Linked DNA regions of Mus musculus: region 2 is linked to region 1. Evidence: chromatin contacts called from public HiChIP or PLAC-seq data. All regions are on one chromosome and are shown on one strand. The core of a region is the stretch at or near the end of the contact, and the rest is flanking DNA. Distances in the headings are between cores, read along the strand shown.

Region 1 (7,460 bases), core at 1,595-4,094:
CCATATGTATACGGCATGGACACAAACATTGGTTCACATCATGCACTCGTGCTCGTGCACATATGCACGCACACACACACACACACACACACACACACACACACACACACATATACATACATACACTGACCTATGTAGAGAATAAAATTAAATTCATTCACAGAGGAAAGAGACAGGGTTTTAAAAGGTGCATATTGCTAGACTCAGACCTAGGTTCATTAACTTGACAGGTTAACATGTATTTTAGAATCAGGCATCTAGATGCCCAAAACCCCAGCATCCTTTTGTAGACTATTAGTTTAATGCAGACTCAACATTTGCATTTCTCAAATTGAAAATTGAAGTGTAAGTCCTTAGTTGGCATTTGGAAGTAGATAATTATGGTGACAACTATGAGACAAGTACAAGCTCCTCACAAGTGTGACTGATGTCCCTGGCAAAAGATGAAGGGACCAGAACTCCTGCTCTTTGCAGTGAACTTATACCAAGGTACTCCTCTGCAAACCAGAAAGAGAGCCCTCACCAGGGACAGAATGGCCCAACTACTTGATCTTCGATTTTCAGCCTTCAAAATCATAGTAAATACATTTCTGATATGCTCCAGCCCAGTGTATAAAGTTTTTGGAAAGCCAAGACAGTTCCCATCCCCACAGATCTGAAGCAGATTGGAGTTTTCGTCATTTTCATTGAGTTCTTTTATTGGTTGCATCCCGCTCATAGCTCATATTCATTCAAACTGAGAAACTGAATATTCTCAGTCACAGACCTAGAGGTCAGCAGTGCTTAACCTGTGGGGTGCACCCCCTTTGGAGGGCCAAATGGCCCTTTCACAGGGGTCATGTAAGGCCATCAAAAACCAGATATTTGCCAGGTGGTGGTGGCGCAAGCCTTTAATCCCAGCACTTGGGAAGCAGAGGCAGGCAGATTTCTGAGTTTGAGGCCAGCCTGGTCTACAAAGTGAGTTCCAGGACAGCCAGGGCTACACAGAGAAACCCTGTCTCGAAAAACAAAAAACAAAACAACAACAGCAACAAAACCCAAAAAACAAACAAAACAAAACAAAACAAAACAACAAAACCAGAGATTTACATTATGATTCATAACAGTAGCAAAATTACAGCTATAAAGTAGCAACAAAAATAATTTTATGGTTGGGAGTCACCACAATACAAGGAGCTGTATTAAATGGCTGCAGTATTGGGAAAGTTGAGAACCACTGCTCTAGGTAATTTTGGACATATTTCTTTAAGTGATTACTATTCATTCATTTTCATTATCAGAAATATCAACATTACTTTCAGATTCGGTTTTCTTTACTTTCACACCCAAATAACAATATATAGTATTAATGTTCTTGAAAATAGAAGTTTTGATCTAGTATAATTTCATGCTGACTGAGAGAAACTGTCATTATGATTATTACCACTAATATGGATACAAGAACTCTTTGGAGTTAGTTTGTACCTTAAAGAGATCAAGATACTAATTGAACACCCTTTAAACTTTGTTCAAGCATTTAACAATTAGAAAGAATTTGCAGACTTGGGTAATCTTTCATAACTTCAGTTGTGAAACTCAGTTTGAAAAAAAATTACCTTTCCAATAAATTACATTTAAAAGTAGTTAGCTTGGGAGTGATAGAGTATACCTTTAATCCCAGCATTCGGGAGACAAAGGTAGGGGGATTTCTGAGTTCAAGACCAGCCGGTCTACGTAGTAAGTTCCAGGCTAGCCAGAATTACATTTAAGACTCTGTTAATAATAATAATTTTAAGAATTTACCTTAATGCTTTCTCAAAATAACATTCTTTGGTTAACCATTAAACAGGTACACAAATGCCTGCCACATGACACAGAAAAGCAACGTTCTGCGTGGCAGCTCATCCACACAGGTTATATTCCACTGAGCTCAGCTCACCTACTTGTTTTTTAGCCTGACTAGCCACATAACTTGCAAGTCCCCCAGCAAAACTAAGATGGAGAGCCTATACACACAGAGCAGGCACTGGGTCCTTCTGACAGTTTGTTGCAAATGCACAGGCTGCGTGATTATTAAACCAGACAATCTTACAGGTTATACATAGTATCCACAACCTAGCAGCCTAAATACTGGTTTTAAAAACTGCTTGTAATATTTAATTTTCTGAACAAAGTACACTTGCTGGTTAAATTGGATGAAGTTGAGAACTGCTGTAAATGATTAACCAGAAACCCTGACACAGTTCAACTTTTATTGAGGGAAGAGGGGAGAAAAAAATGGACATTGAAAAGAGTTAATGAATGTGTCCTCCTCCTAGAAGCTCCAAATCAAGCAGGTGCAGAGTAGATGTGGAATGAGGGTGGAAATGTGAAATTTCTGCTCAGGTTTCCAAACAACTGCAGAGTTCCACACAAGCCCTTTCCACAAGTTAACTGGGAGAGGCCAGCTGGTGTACTAGAGCCTCATTCTCTTGTTGCCTTCTGGGAGCATCTGAAGCAAGTTACAGAGGTCTAGAGGTCCAGTGTCATGACAGACACACTTTTGGCTCATCCTGACACACCGCGGAAACAGGAACCCGGCGAAAAGTCTCTTGGGAATGGCCTTGTAGGGGAGGGTCGGGGTCCGGGAACTCCTAGTCTCCCTTGGGGTGTATCCATAGGGCAGGTCTGCTAGGAGAGTGCGCGCCCTGGGGGCGGTGTCTCAGAATGGGAGCAGCTCAGGAGGGAGGGCTGGGGAGGAGAGGGGCAGAGAAAGGGAGGGACTTGAGGGCGGGGCCGTGAGAGGGGACCAGAGTAAGCGGCCAAAGGAGGGGACGGGCCCAAAGGGAGGAGCCTCTACGTGGGACCCGCCCCGGAGGCCGGGGCGGGACATATGGTGTGGGCGGAGCCAGAGGCAGTGCTCGGGGCGGAAGCCCCAACCTTCTTCCCTGGCGAGTTAGAAGCTGCCCCTCACCGAGGTAAGATGGAATGGGTCGTGAGTCCCAAGCATTCTCTACTACCTGGTTTTCGGGCGGCTGTGCGCGGACGCCTAGACCTGCGGTGGTGATAGCAGCGGGGAATGGTGACGATCTCTGCACCCTTCCCGCCGCGGTAAGGCAGGCCTCGTCCCGCAGGGCCTGCTAATCGCTTTAACTTCGGGGAGCTGGAAACAATGTGTGACCTGGGGCGCCAGGCTCGCTGGGATGCTCGGGTTGGTGGAGTGCCCGCCGGGACGGCATTTCGCCGAGCATTCCCGCGCGGAGCCCGGGGAACGCTTTCCCTCCGGGATCCCAGCCTGGGCTGCAGGCGACGCCACTAGGGCCCTGAGGTGTCTTGGGCAGCGCGCTCGAGGCCGTGCCCAGTGGTAAAAATTCAGGTGTAGGCGGCCGTCCATAGGTGATTTGTGGTTGAGTCGTCAGAAAGATGGCACTTATGTTATTTAAAATTAATAAAATTCACCATTTTTTATGTAGGCCATATTAGGCCTAATGGTCAGCAATCTATAGGCATTCTTTGAAAAGTTAAAGGAATGAAACCCCAGGCTTCTATAACAGTATTGTTTGTAGTGGGACATACTAGTAAGAAAGTAGACTAAGGTTTTAATTAGCTCTTAGCTATATATAATTGCTATGATGATACTGAGATTTTGTTTTATTTTGTTTTTGAGACATTGTAGTTCTGACTGTCCTGGAACTCACTTTGTATACCAGGCTGTTCTCGAACGCCTGGTTCTCCAGGGATTTAGGGCGCGTGCAACGAAACTTTTAAAGTTCAACTTTTGAGACATTTCAGATATAAGATAGGCTGTACAGGCAAGGATCTAAGTTTAATTTTAAATGTGTTGGGTTTTGCTATAGCGATGCGAAATAAATGCATAGCAGTTTGGCACTAATGCTTAAAATTTGAATATGAAAAGACAGATTTAGATTTTTCAGCCCAGAAGATGTGTTTGAAATTTAGGGACTATGAGTTAGGGGGAAAATATGTGACAAGAACTGGGAAAGGGGCGTGGGGTGGGGGAGTTGGGAACTAAGAATGAAATAGAGGGGGGGGGAGGCAGGACAGGCTTTGAGTAAAGAAATGGTGGTCAGGACTGTGAATTTATGCCTTCCCCAAAGCAGCAGAATATGCTTATTCATTGTGAAGCAGCAAAAGTGTGTTGCCATTGTCAAAGGTCTGTGACTAAGCCCTGACTAAGTCTGGAGGCAACTGTATCTTAACAAACAACATAGGTCCTGAGAAACTTAAGAAAGTTCATTCTTGGGTGAGCATACCAGAATCAGCTTATGCAACCTAGATGGTACTTTGGAGTGTGAACATGTACAAGGTATAGAATATGGTAGGCAGTTTTAACACGATGGCAACTACTGGTGTGTCTACACACAAAGGAGACAGAGTAAATTATGGCATAAAAGATTTTCAACAAATAGAATGCCAGTAAAAGAATGCTTTTTGTAACTAGAGCTTACAGGTCCAAAGCAAGTCAGTAAGTCAATTTTGCTATGAGTTAGGGAATGTAAGTGACCTGGACGAAGCTACACTAAACCTATTTTAAAATATCTTATTCATACTTTAACTTTTTTTTTATTTTATAAACTGTAGTTTTTAGAGCCATTTAACATTTATTATTACAGTGATGCAAACTTTTTTTTAAATTTTATCAGCTTTTTTCTGGTTTTAGTTTTCACAAACTTTCTATAGAAACGAAGACACAATCCCACAATCTTCAGGGTTGATTCACAGGACCACATCCCATGACTGTCTTCTGCATCCACATTTCATCCCATGGAAGTGCTTTAGGGTACATATATGGAGCTATCCTCCCCGGCAGACGCAGTTCCTTCTCCATAACGCCTTCTGTAGTGAGCACCTGCAGGAGGCTCCACACACACACACACACACACACACACACACACACACACCCGCAGACAGTAGCTTACTTATTTCTGTCATCTTGAGTTTGATTTATAAGTGACTGGTGCACATGAGCATTCCTTTCCATTGATAAAAAATCCATGTGATATTTGGTCTCAAGTTTTTAAAGTATTTAAGGAGCTCGTTGAGCTTTGCAAATGGCTCTGTGAAGTCTGTCACTTGGTGTTGTCTTCCCTCTGCAGCTACGTGTGTCCTGGCTGACAGGAACTTTTAGCTCTACTATACTCTTACAGGATCACTGTCATAGATGTAGGATGTCCTTGACTAAACCCTCCCTGTGCTGACTGTCTGTATTAACATAGACCAGACTTGTCATATTCATATGACAATTATCCATGTGACAGAGAAGCAGTATTTGCAATAACATATGAAACATTAAAAGTTAATATTTTGTGTGTTACAAATCAAGCTATCTATGAACGGAGGGTACTTTATCAATGTGTAACTACCCTAATCCTATGGAATTGGCTCATCTGGCTTATTTTTTTTTTTTTTTTTCGAAAGAGAAAAGGAAACAGAAAGTTCCATGATCCTCTAGGCGGCCAGACCACAAAGCAGCTAAGATCTCTGATGGTAGCCCTACCAAAGCTCAAATCACAATTCTCCACTGTACAACTAAGTATCCAGATTAAGAGACAGGACTGAGATTACTCTTAATTGTGCAAAAACATTTTCCAAAATTCACTTTTCAAACTAGCGTTACACTTCTAAGAGTAGCCTACAATAGAATCCAGCCAGCACCCAGTGAGTGACATCACTGATAAGACCACCAACGTGGTAAGGCGTCTTCCTGGTGTCTGTTACTTTAGTTTATATTTTGTATTATATAGAAAGTGCTTCAAGGAGTGGGAAGGAAATCTTTCCATGCCAGGTTTACATCAGAATCAGTTCAATTTTTCTTTATTACATAATAGGTATTTATGATAAAAAATGAATTTCCAGCTTTTTCCATATATTATTTCTATTGCAAGATAATATATTTATATGTGTTCAAATTTATCTTCATAGAGAATCAACAGAGTGACTTCAGAGAAAAGGAATTAACTACCAGGCTTCAAAAGTTTCTGACGACAAGCTATTCCTTAGTTCACAGCTAACAGGCTCATGTTTGCTTGTTGATTTGTTTGAAAGGAGAAATGTTGGTCAAACAAAAATCTCTTGTCACTTTCTTGCAAAAACTCATAAATGTGCATAGAAAAATGCCTCTGGTGCTGTAAGTGTTCTGTAATTTTCTAAATTAATCAGTAGACTAGGATCTGTTAATCAGTAGACTAGGATCTGTTTTGAAGGTCGTGAGGCAGTCCACAACAGTAACAGCAGCAAACCTCACGGTACCGACCTTTTCCAGAATCAGGCAAGTGCCTGTGCTGTGTGTGCGAGTGTGAAAACTGTCGTGTTTAGATAACTGATCTGAGAACAGTTCTGTTTCAAGTGTTTCAGAGGCCTTTAATAGGTCGGGCATGTGTTGGCATGTGCCTTTAATCTCAGCACTTTAATCCCAGTTTCAAGGCAGCCTAGTCTATAAAGTGAGTAAGAGAACATCTAGGGCTACGCAGAGAAACCCTATCCTGATGTGGGGGAGCTTTAAATTAATGGGATTCCTCTTCGTCCCAGGAGGAGAATGGCGCTCAAACAGATTTCCAGCAACAGGTGCTTTGGCGGGCTCCAGAAAGTTTTCGAACATAGCAGGTAAGCATAAGATACCTATCATTCAGCTTTTATCATCTGCTTTGTTGTAGTTTTATATAAAACCTTCACTTATGAACCTGCTTTCTCTCCCCGAAGCGCACTGTCTATCTGACAGCGCCACCAAACTTACCTGTTTCTGGATTGGGCGCTGTGAGATAGGAGAAGGAGAGCCCAGAGAATGTCTTGGTTTTGGTTTGATAGTCTTCTAAAAGTTTCTGGAAAACCATCTGTGTTGTTATTGAAAATTCAGACAACAGCTTCCTGTGAATCTTCTAATATAGTAAAGAAGCCTAGACTTAAATTAAATTGGCAGCATACACAGACATATTTGCCTCCACCAGCTCCTGAAATCTGATCTTACGTCCTTAGGTAAATGCATTAAATACATATACATACACAAATGCATTGAATATACACACACAAACAAATGCATTCAAAACACACACACACATATACACACACACCCCTCATCATGTGCATATGAACCAAGAGGAGATACAGTAGCAGAGGACAGGAGCTGAGGACAATATTTTAGATACAGATATCTAACCACAGATTTAGATATCTAACTTATTAGCAAAGCCTAGAAAACTAAATTCTAAACCGAAAAGCGACATATTTATATAAATTCCTAAGATACACTGACAACACTGGAAAGACAAACATGGAGCCGAGGAGCAAGATGAGTAGTTAAAAGTTTATTTTGAAAAATCAGATTGTCTCAACATTCTGGATGGTCAGATTGCTGCTTTCTCCATGTCTGTTGTGTTGCTGTGAAGAGACACCAAGACCAAGGCAACTCTTAGATGAGAAAGCATTTAATTGGGAGCTTGCTTAGACTTTGGGAAGTTCAGTTCATTATCATCATGGTGGGGAGC
Region 2 (7,460 bases), core at 2,025-4,524, 2.3 Mb after region 1:
GTGATCAGTCTAACACGAAACACAGAGCAAAATGTCTGGAAAACGAAACATCTTACATGCGAGCTTTTCTACAAGAACTGGTCACAAAATGAGGTAATCAGGATATGATCATTCGCTTCCATAAGTGATAAAATGACAAATATAACAACATCTGCAGATGTGGTTCCTAGGGAAGTAGACTCAGAAGTCCTGACCATCCCCCATCAGAGATATGCACATCTTCGCTCTGAGTACTTCTCCCAAAAGGCAAGTTTCACTTTCTTTGCAGAAATGTGAAAGTACCAAGTGAGTGATTTCCCCCCTTTTATTAGACTCACTTCTATCTAGAGTTCTTATTTAACAGATTTCTCCTCTCTTAGGCCCTAGTCCTCCTGCTTGTCACTTAAGAAGTGAGGCTCCAAACTTTTCCCTGATCACTCAGGGACCTTCTATATTGAAAGGGTCTGAGTGGTCTTATACTCTCTCAAAAGTTAACCATACTTCTAGAATTGAGGCGGTCTAGATGAAACACAAACACACATGAATGAGCACACACATATAGAGAAAAAGTAATTTCAGCATCATCGTAAATGTTAGACGAAGCACCAGAAACAAAAGTTAAATAGCTTAAGGGTTATATAAATATACTGAGAACAAGACCAAAATAGATAACAAAAATCTACCTTTATTCGGTAAAATTTCTCTGCGTTAAATCCGGCAGCATTTGCCAACCTGCGAACATTTTCTTGAACAACCACTTTGGGATCTCTCCTTTTGGAACTACTGAAAAGATTGAGGGAGCTGAGAGTGGGTACGGAAGATATGCCCCCTGTCCGTGTGGTAAATCCATGCAGGAAGTTGTCTATTGAGGATAAGTGGGAGCAAGTCAAAGGATGTTCTACAAAAGGCTAAACAGCATACAAAAGACAGCCTCTCCATCAGGCCTCCCTGGTCACCCCAGCCTGCAATAATTGATCTTGTTTCTAACTCTGGCTGCTCTTTGTACCTCCGTGTGATGTCACACAGTACTGTGTGTTTTACCTCCCCGTGGGACTGCTGCTCTCTTCCCAGGGTACTTTCATTTCATCTGGTAGAAGTAACATACAGCTCACAATTAATCCTACTTATCCAAGGAGGATTATTTGAAAGTTTACTCTTCTATTAAAATGCCCAGAGAGTTGGGGTTTCAGCATGTCTACGTAAAAGATTTTCCAGGTCAGAAAAAAAGAACTTTTTTAGGAGTGTTGGGAGATTTGCCTTAGAGCTGAATTTGCATAGTGCAGATTTGTTTTTTAGGAACAGCTCTGATGAAGTCATCCTTTGAAGCCGCTGACCCACAGGTCCTAAACTCCCCATGTTGCGAAACATGAACAGTTCACAAGAGTCAACAGAGAGAAAAGAAAGGGAAGTGAGGAACTTCTGAAGAAAGTCTGGGTTTTCAGTGCAATACAGAGGACAGTGTGGAAGGTACCTGGGATCAGAGGAGATGTGACAATAGTTAGGTCCCCTTTCAGCGCTGGCAGGCTTCTCAAGTATGTTTCTATTTCATGCTGGATGTCTTCTAGTTCTTGAGTTGTGGTCACGTTTATTCCAGTGGATGGTTTCAAAAGGCTATCCCTCCAAGCTCCCTGTAGATCTTCAAACTCAAACTCATACACCTCGGTGAAGAGTTGACCAACGTAAGCCTTCATTAACAGTTTCCTGTGCTCGGGGACAATCACCTTAATGCAGCTCAGATTTTCTTCATCAATTTTTTGTTTAATTGTATACAAAGAGGCAGCCAGGCAGGGATGGCTAACAGTCTCGAATTTTCCCGCGAGACGTGAAAAGCCATTTCCTGCTTCCAATTCACAGAGGCCATACTCCCCATCCTTTTCCTTGCTGGCATTTCTGCAACATATTATGCAAAGGAACTTGGCCTTGGGAGCGTGGTGGTAGTGAATACCATCCAGTGTCTCCAGTAAGGTCTCATGGCAGTTTTTCTGTGCATTCAATTGTAAACCAGAGAGATCAATCAAGACTGCTTCTGCCATTCTTCAATCAGGCAGTCTTTTTTGCCCCAAAGACTTTTTATGCCATAGCAGCTGTAAAGAAAAGTGATCACAAATAACAATAAATTCGATCTTCTTATAGATACAACCGAAATTTGTGGTGAACAAAAATAAATAAATAAATATAAAAATAAAAATAGGAAGTAAATTGCATCAATACAAAAAGTAACCAAAATAAATGTAGTGTGCAGAGCAGAAAAGCCAGTGCACCATTCATCCTGACAATTAAGGGCAGAGCCATCTTTTATTTTGTGAACAGCTGGGTACATTTTTATAGAATAGAAATTATGCTTTGTTTTCCTTATAGCAGATTTTAAGTACAAAATTACTTGTTGTCTGAGATCAAGTCTTTTTAATTATAGGATGTAAATCTGTTATGTCATTATCCCCATCATGTCTATAAGATTAGATCACATCTCATGAAATACTGAGGTCTCACCTTTAGGATATTAAGTTGAGCAGTATCAGCAGCCAATCTTCTTTGGGGTTGCGGTTGGGACAGGGATTCGAGGCAGAGCTTCTCTGTCTAACAGCCCCAGCAGTCCTGGAACTAGCTATGTAGACCAGGCTGGCTTCGACCTCAGACACCTGCTTGCCTCTGCCTCTGCCTCCCAAGTGCTGGGATTAAAGGTGTATGTCACCAGAAAGAAAGAAAGAGAGAGAGAGAGAGAGAGAGAGAGAGAGAGAGAGAGAGAGAGAGAAGAGTAAAGGTGTCTGTCACCATAAGCAAGCAAACAAACAAACACACTCATTTTTTAAAGGTAAAAGCTAGCCCACAGGCTGGGCTTTCCCCCCAGGTTTACACAGTCCTCCGCACTTGGGATAATCCCAAAAGCCACTGCAACTTGGATCAGGGTCGATTTCTGACCACTTGCAGATTCTCTGAACTCCCTGTCCAGGCTGGAGCTCCCCTCTGCCGACCCTGTGACCCCCAATTCTGACACCTACCATTGCTGAGCCTTCACCCCGACGCCCACCCCAACCTCCGCCCGCCCCGTAGGGCACTGGCGCCTTCATTCATTCTTTCCGCCAGCCGTGCAGGCGACCTCGGAGGAGCCTGGACTGCACGGTGTGCGTCCGTCCGTCCCGTCGCCGCGCCGACCTCCCCTCCGCCCGGGACTCACCGCAGGGCTGCTTCCCGCGCTCTCCTCGGCGGCCGCGAGCTGGGGCGTGAGCTGCAGGCTCGGCGCTCGAACCCCAGTGGCTCCCAAAGTCACCGGCCGGCCGGTCCGCCCGCCTCACCGCGTCCCCGGGCCTCCCGGCGGCCTCGGGCTCCCGCGGGCGTGCGCCCGGGTTTGGGTGTTCCCGCCACGGCCGCGAGGTGGCGCCCTGGAGACGCAAGGCCGAGCCCCTTGCGGGGGATTCCCGCGCCGCTCAGCAGTTCCGGGTCAGCGCCCGCAGTCACCGTGGAGGCCGCCTGAGGCCCGGGCGCTGAGGCGCGGGGGCCCGGAGAGCCGCGGGCGAGCGCGTCCCGTGAGGCGCCCGGAAGGGAAGGGAAGAAGCGTCCCCTCTCCCCGCGGGCCGTGGCGACTCCAGAAGGATCTGCTGACCCAGCAGTGTGGCCAGCTTGTCACTTAGCGCCCTCCAATCCGGGCTCAAGTAAGGGGACTCTGGTGACTTTTGTGGGGGAGTGGCTTTTTTTTTTCTTTTTTCTTTTCACTTTTTGTTTAGTTTTTAAGTTTCTAGTTAGTTTTCATTTTTTCCCCCTTTCGGCTGATTCTGTACTTTCATTTGGGACCAACATCCTTGACTGTTCACTTGTGTTGGCAACGTCGATTTCTCTTACCCCCCCCCCCAAGTGTGTCCCCTCACAGGACGGAATGCATTCATTCTTACAGTAGCAATAAGATAAAAATTAAGGCTCCTTTGTCCCCCAAGGGTTTAATGTTATTTATTTAAAAACAACAATTTGAAAATCAAGTACTGTTGTAAATGGAAAAATACCCACTCTTCAAAATATATGAGAAGGTAAGAGAAAGCGCATTTTCTGAGGACTGGCAATGGAGGAAGGAGAGGGCCTTCATTTTCCTTGGTCTTCCTCCAAGTGCTCAAGTGTTTCCTGAATGAGAAGACTCTAGGGGATCCGGGAGTCTAGAAGTCTTGTTAAGTGTGCACCCATCTCAACTTGACTAGCGGCCAAGGTAACCAGCCCACATAGAACCTACTCCAGGCCGTGTGATCACTTTCAGAGGGCACACATTGAATGCTCGCTGGACACTTCCAGGAACCCTGAGGGATAGATAACACAGATCTGATCAGACATGCATGCCTTGGCATAAACTTGCTGTCTGTTAAGGAAAATGGATTTTTTTTTTTAAAAGCAAGTTTAGAAGCTTTTTTTCTTGTTTTCATGTCCAAGGATGAGAGCTCAGGATTCATTCATGCAACAGCACTGGCAGTAACAAAACTTTCAAAATAGCTAAGTTGTTAGGGAAGTTGTGATAATGTATTTACATACCATTTCCTTCAGCATCTGGTCTGTCTGGGCTGCATTTCTTAACACTCTCTCCCCTTTCCCAGGCTACTACAGAGCCTCTCAATCCTGGTTGCACATGGGAACAAGTAGAACTTAATAGTAGAGTAGGTACCCCACACCCCGGCTGCAGATTGACTCAGAGTCTATGGGAGTCAGGCCTGGGCTTGTTTTGTTCTGCTTTTTTATTTTTATCTCGCAGATGATTCACATGCATAATTCATTTTGGAAGACAAACAACAAACTCCTTCTCAAGCCATGCAAGTAAAGGCTGTTCTATCGTAGGCCATCGACAATTCTTTACATTTGCTGCTTGTTGTCCTTTGAACACGTTTCTTTTGTGAGCTGACCTGCTCTCGGTTGCTCAATACCCTTCAAGCTTAAACATAACCTTCCTGGAGGCCTGGTTGCCTCACTTCGCAGAATAGCTTCCTTGGGATTTTCATGCACGAGGAGCCCTCTGATAGACACAGTCTGAGCTCAGGGCCAAACAGTACACTGCAAAGTTTGGCTAGACCCTGAATCACACATTTTATAGGAATGAAAGTTCTTACAGGTTATGGAGGTTTGGTCTATGTAAAGCTTTTAAAAAGAAGACAAAACTAAGCCAGAATGTTGTCAACAAATGTAGCATAGTATCGTGAACTTATTTTAATCTAGCTGATGCTCATGTGTCAATCAACTGAAAAATTCCAGAGCCTTTTTGTACATGATCAACTTATTTTCCTGTATTGCATCTCTTGCGTAAAGCACACACCTATGTCTAAACATAAAAGAGTCCCCAATATTCTGTTTCTTGAAGAGGAAAATAGTTTAAAGGCACCTTTGAAGCCATCAGAATGCATGCTTACTCTTTAGAATCTTTGATAGCTATCTCACGCCCTTTACTGTGTCTTTAGAAATCATTAAACAGACTACAGAGAAGCAAAAACTTTATTTCTATACCATATAATTGGTTTGCTTCATATTTACTTAAGTTATAAGAGCATAGTGTCAAGTATAGCTGGCATGAACAGGTTTGATAGCAAACATATAATTTATGATATGGTTGTATAGTTCAACTGGTAGCACCAAACCAGGACAACACGCCTGAGAGCAGTTTCCTAACCATGCTCATTAGGTGTGCTGTGGGAACTAACCACCTAGGACTCACAAAGGGAGTAGGAAAAGGGAGGTGGTTAGAAGCCAAGTGTAGATAGGCTAAGACTACCTCTGTATTTTAATTATTTGAAGGTATGTCTTAGAGGCAGTATTTAGGGGACTTTATTATTGAGGAAAACTCTTGGGAAATTGCTATATATCATACTATATTGTAAATCTTATGAGATGGTAGAAATTTTGAAAGCTGTGATCAATTTTTAAAAATGTTTATAATCTTTATTTTGTGAGTATTTGTGTGTGTGAGAGAGAGAGACAGAGACAGAGACAGAGACAGAGACAGAGACAGAGAGCAAGCTCATGCATGTGGAGGTCAGGTGACATCTTCCTTGAGTTAGTTCTCGTCTCCACTGTGTGAATCTCAGCGATTGAATTCAGGCTATCAGGGTTAGCTTCAGGCATCTTTATCTACTGCGCCACCTCACTGGCCTAAACAGTTACTTTTAAGCCATTTGAATGAAAGTTTTTGTGTCTTTTCAGAATAGGCCGTGTAACCTATACAAATTTCCATGTTAATATCCCCTGCTAAGTTTGCTGGGGCTGCCAAAACAAATGACCACAAACTGTATGACTTAACAGAAATTTGATCTTCATCAATTATAGAGACAAAAATAGTAAATGAAGCGTTGCCAAGACTGACCTTGTATCATTTGAAGGTTTTTGTTCTCCTATCATTTCTTATTGAAAAAAATTTCGTATAATATATTCTGATCATACTTTTCCCCTTTCCTAACTCCTCCTAGATCCTCCCCTCCCACCCAACTTCAATCCCGGATCCCTTCTTTCTCTCTTTAAAAAACAAGCACACACACACACCTCACAAAAACTCAAAATTGAAAACCAAAGGCCAGTAAGGGGGGAAAAAGTCCCAAACAAAGCTATATGAGACCAAAGTAACACTGAATGATTGGTTACTGTCACATCTTTGTCACTATTACAGCAGCATATCACATAGGCAGGTCACCATTGTAGGTTGCACAGTTCATGCTAGGTTATGATTACCTTTGTCCTCTGGTAGAATGCAGATTACCTTAGAAGGTAATCTAGTACTAGTAACCAGGAACTAGTACTAGTCAGTAGAGGGGAAGCCTTTAGTTAGGCACCAGCTTGACTTTTCTCTGTTTGCTGAGGTATAAAAGTGTTGTCTGCAATATATATACATATACATATACATATACATATACATATACATATACATATACATATACATATGCATATGCATATGCATATGCATATGCATATGCATATGCATATCACATAATACATACATTCCTAAAATAGTAAGTTTCTTTAGTAGTGTTTCCATATTGACCCTCAAGTGGCCTTTAGTGTTAGTTGTCCCTCCCCATATTCCATCAGTTACCCATCTCTTCCATACCTCTCCTCCTACTCCAGTCTCCCCTCCACATCTGTCCTTAGTAATAAATTCTATTTCTCCTTCCTTGGGAAAACTCCCCCCTCCCCCAGCCCCTTTACTTAGTAATTAACCTCTGTGGTTATACTAATTTTAGCACACATATTGAAGGCTTAAAAGCTAAATCTAACATCCACATATAAGAGAAAACATACAAACAGTATTTGGCTTTTTGGGGGTGTGGAGGGGTTACCTTAGTCAAGATGAGGTTTTGTTTGTTTTGTTTTGTTTTAGCTCCATCCATTGACCTGCAATTTTCTTAATTTTGTTTTTCTGCTTTTTAAAGTAACTTATTAATATCCCATTGTGTAACTATCCCTCATCTTCACTATCCATTCATTATTTGATGGGCTTCTAGGCTGTTTGCTGTTTCTGGCTGTTATGA

What was found. HiChIP or PLAC-seq counts read pairs in DNA pulled down with a chosen protein or histone mark.
Region 2: a contact with region 1 is called in an H3K27ac HiChIP or PLAC-seq map of bone marrow-derived dendritic cells, with 5 times the contacts expected there. The contact joins the promoter of Lacc1 here to the promoter of Esd in region 1. A contact is called at or near these places in 1 of 115 datasets of contacts at active chromatin or transcription factors (bone marrow-derived dendritic cells) and 1 of 9 other capture datasets (liver).

Annotation. Positions count from the first base shown.
Region 1 is chr14:74,729,453-74,736,912 of GRCm38.p6, forward strand. It overlaps Esd (esterase D/formylglutathione hydrolase), which reads left to right and starts at 2,845. Exons shown (of 9, transcript NM_016903.5): 1 at 2,845-2,936; 2 at 6,508-6,582. The coding sequence starts at 6,515.
Region 2 is chr14:77,033,343-77,040,802 of GRCm38.p6, forward strand. Lacc1 (laccase domain containing 1) reads right to left here and starts at 3,275. Exons shown (of 8, transcript NM_172488.2): 1 at 3,155-3,275; 2 at 2,470-2,648; 3 at 1,451-2,063; 4 at 663-841; 5 at 1-9. The coding sequence starts at 2,012. Ccdc122 (coiled-coil domain containing 122) reads left to right here and starts at 3,430. Exons shown (of 6, transcript NM_175369.4): 1 at 3,430-3,629.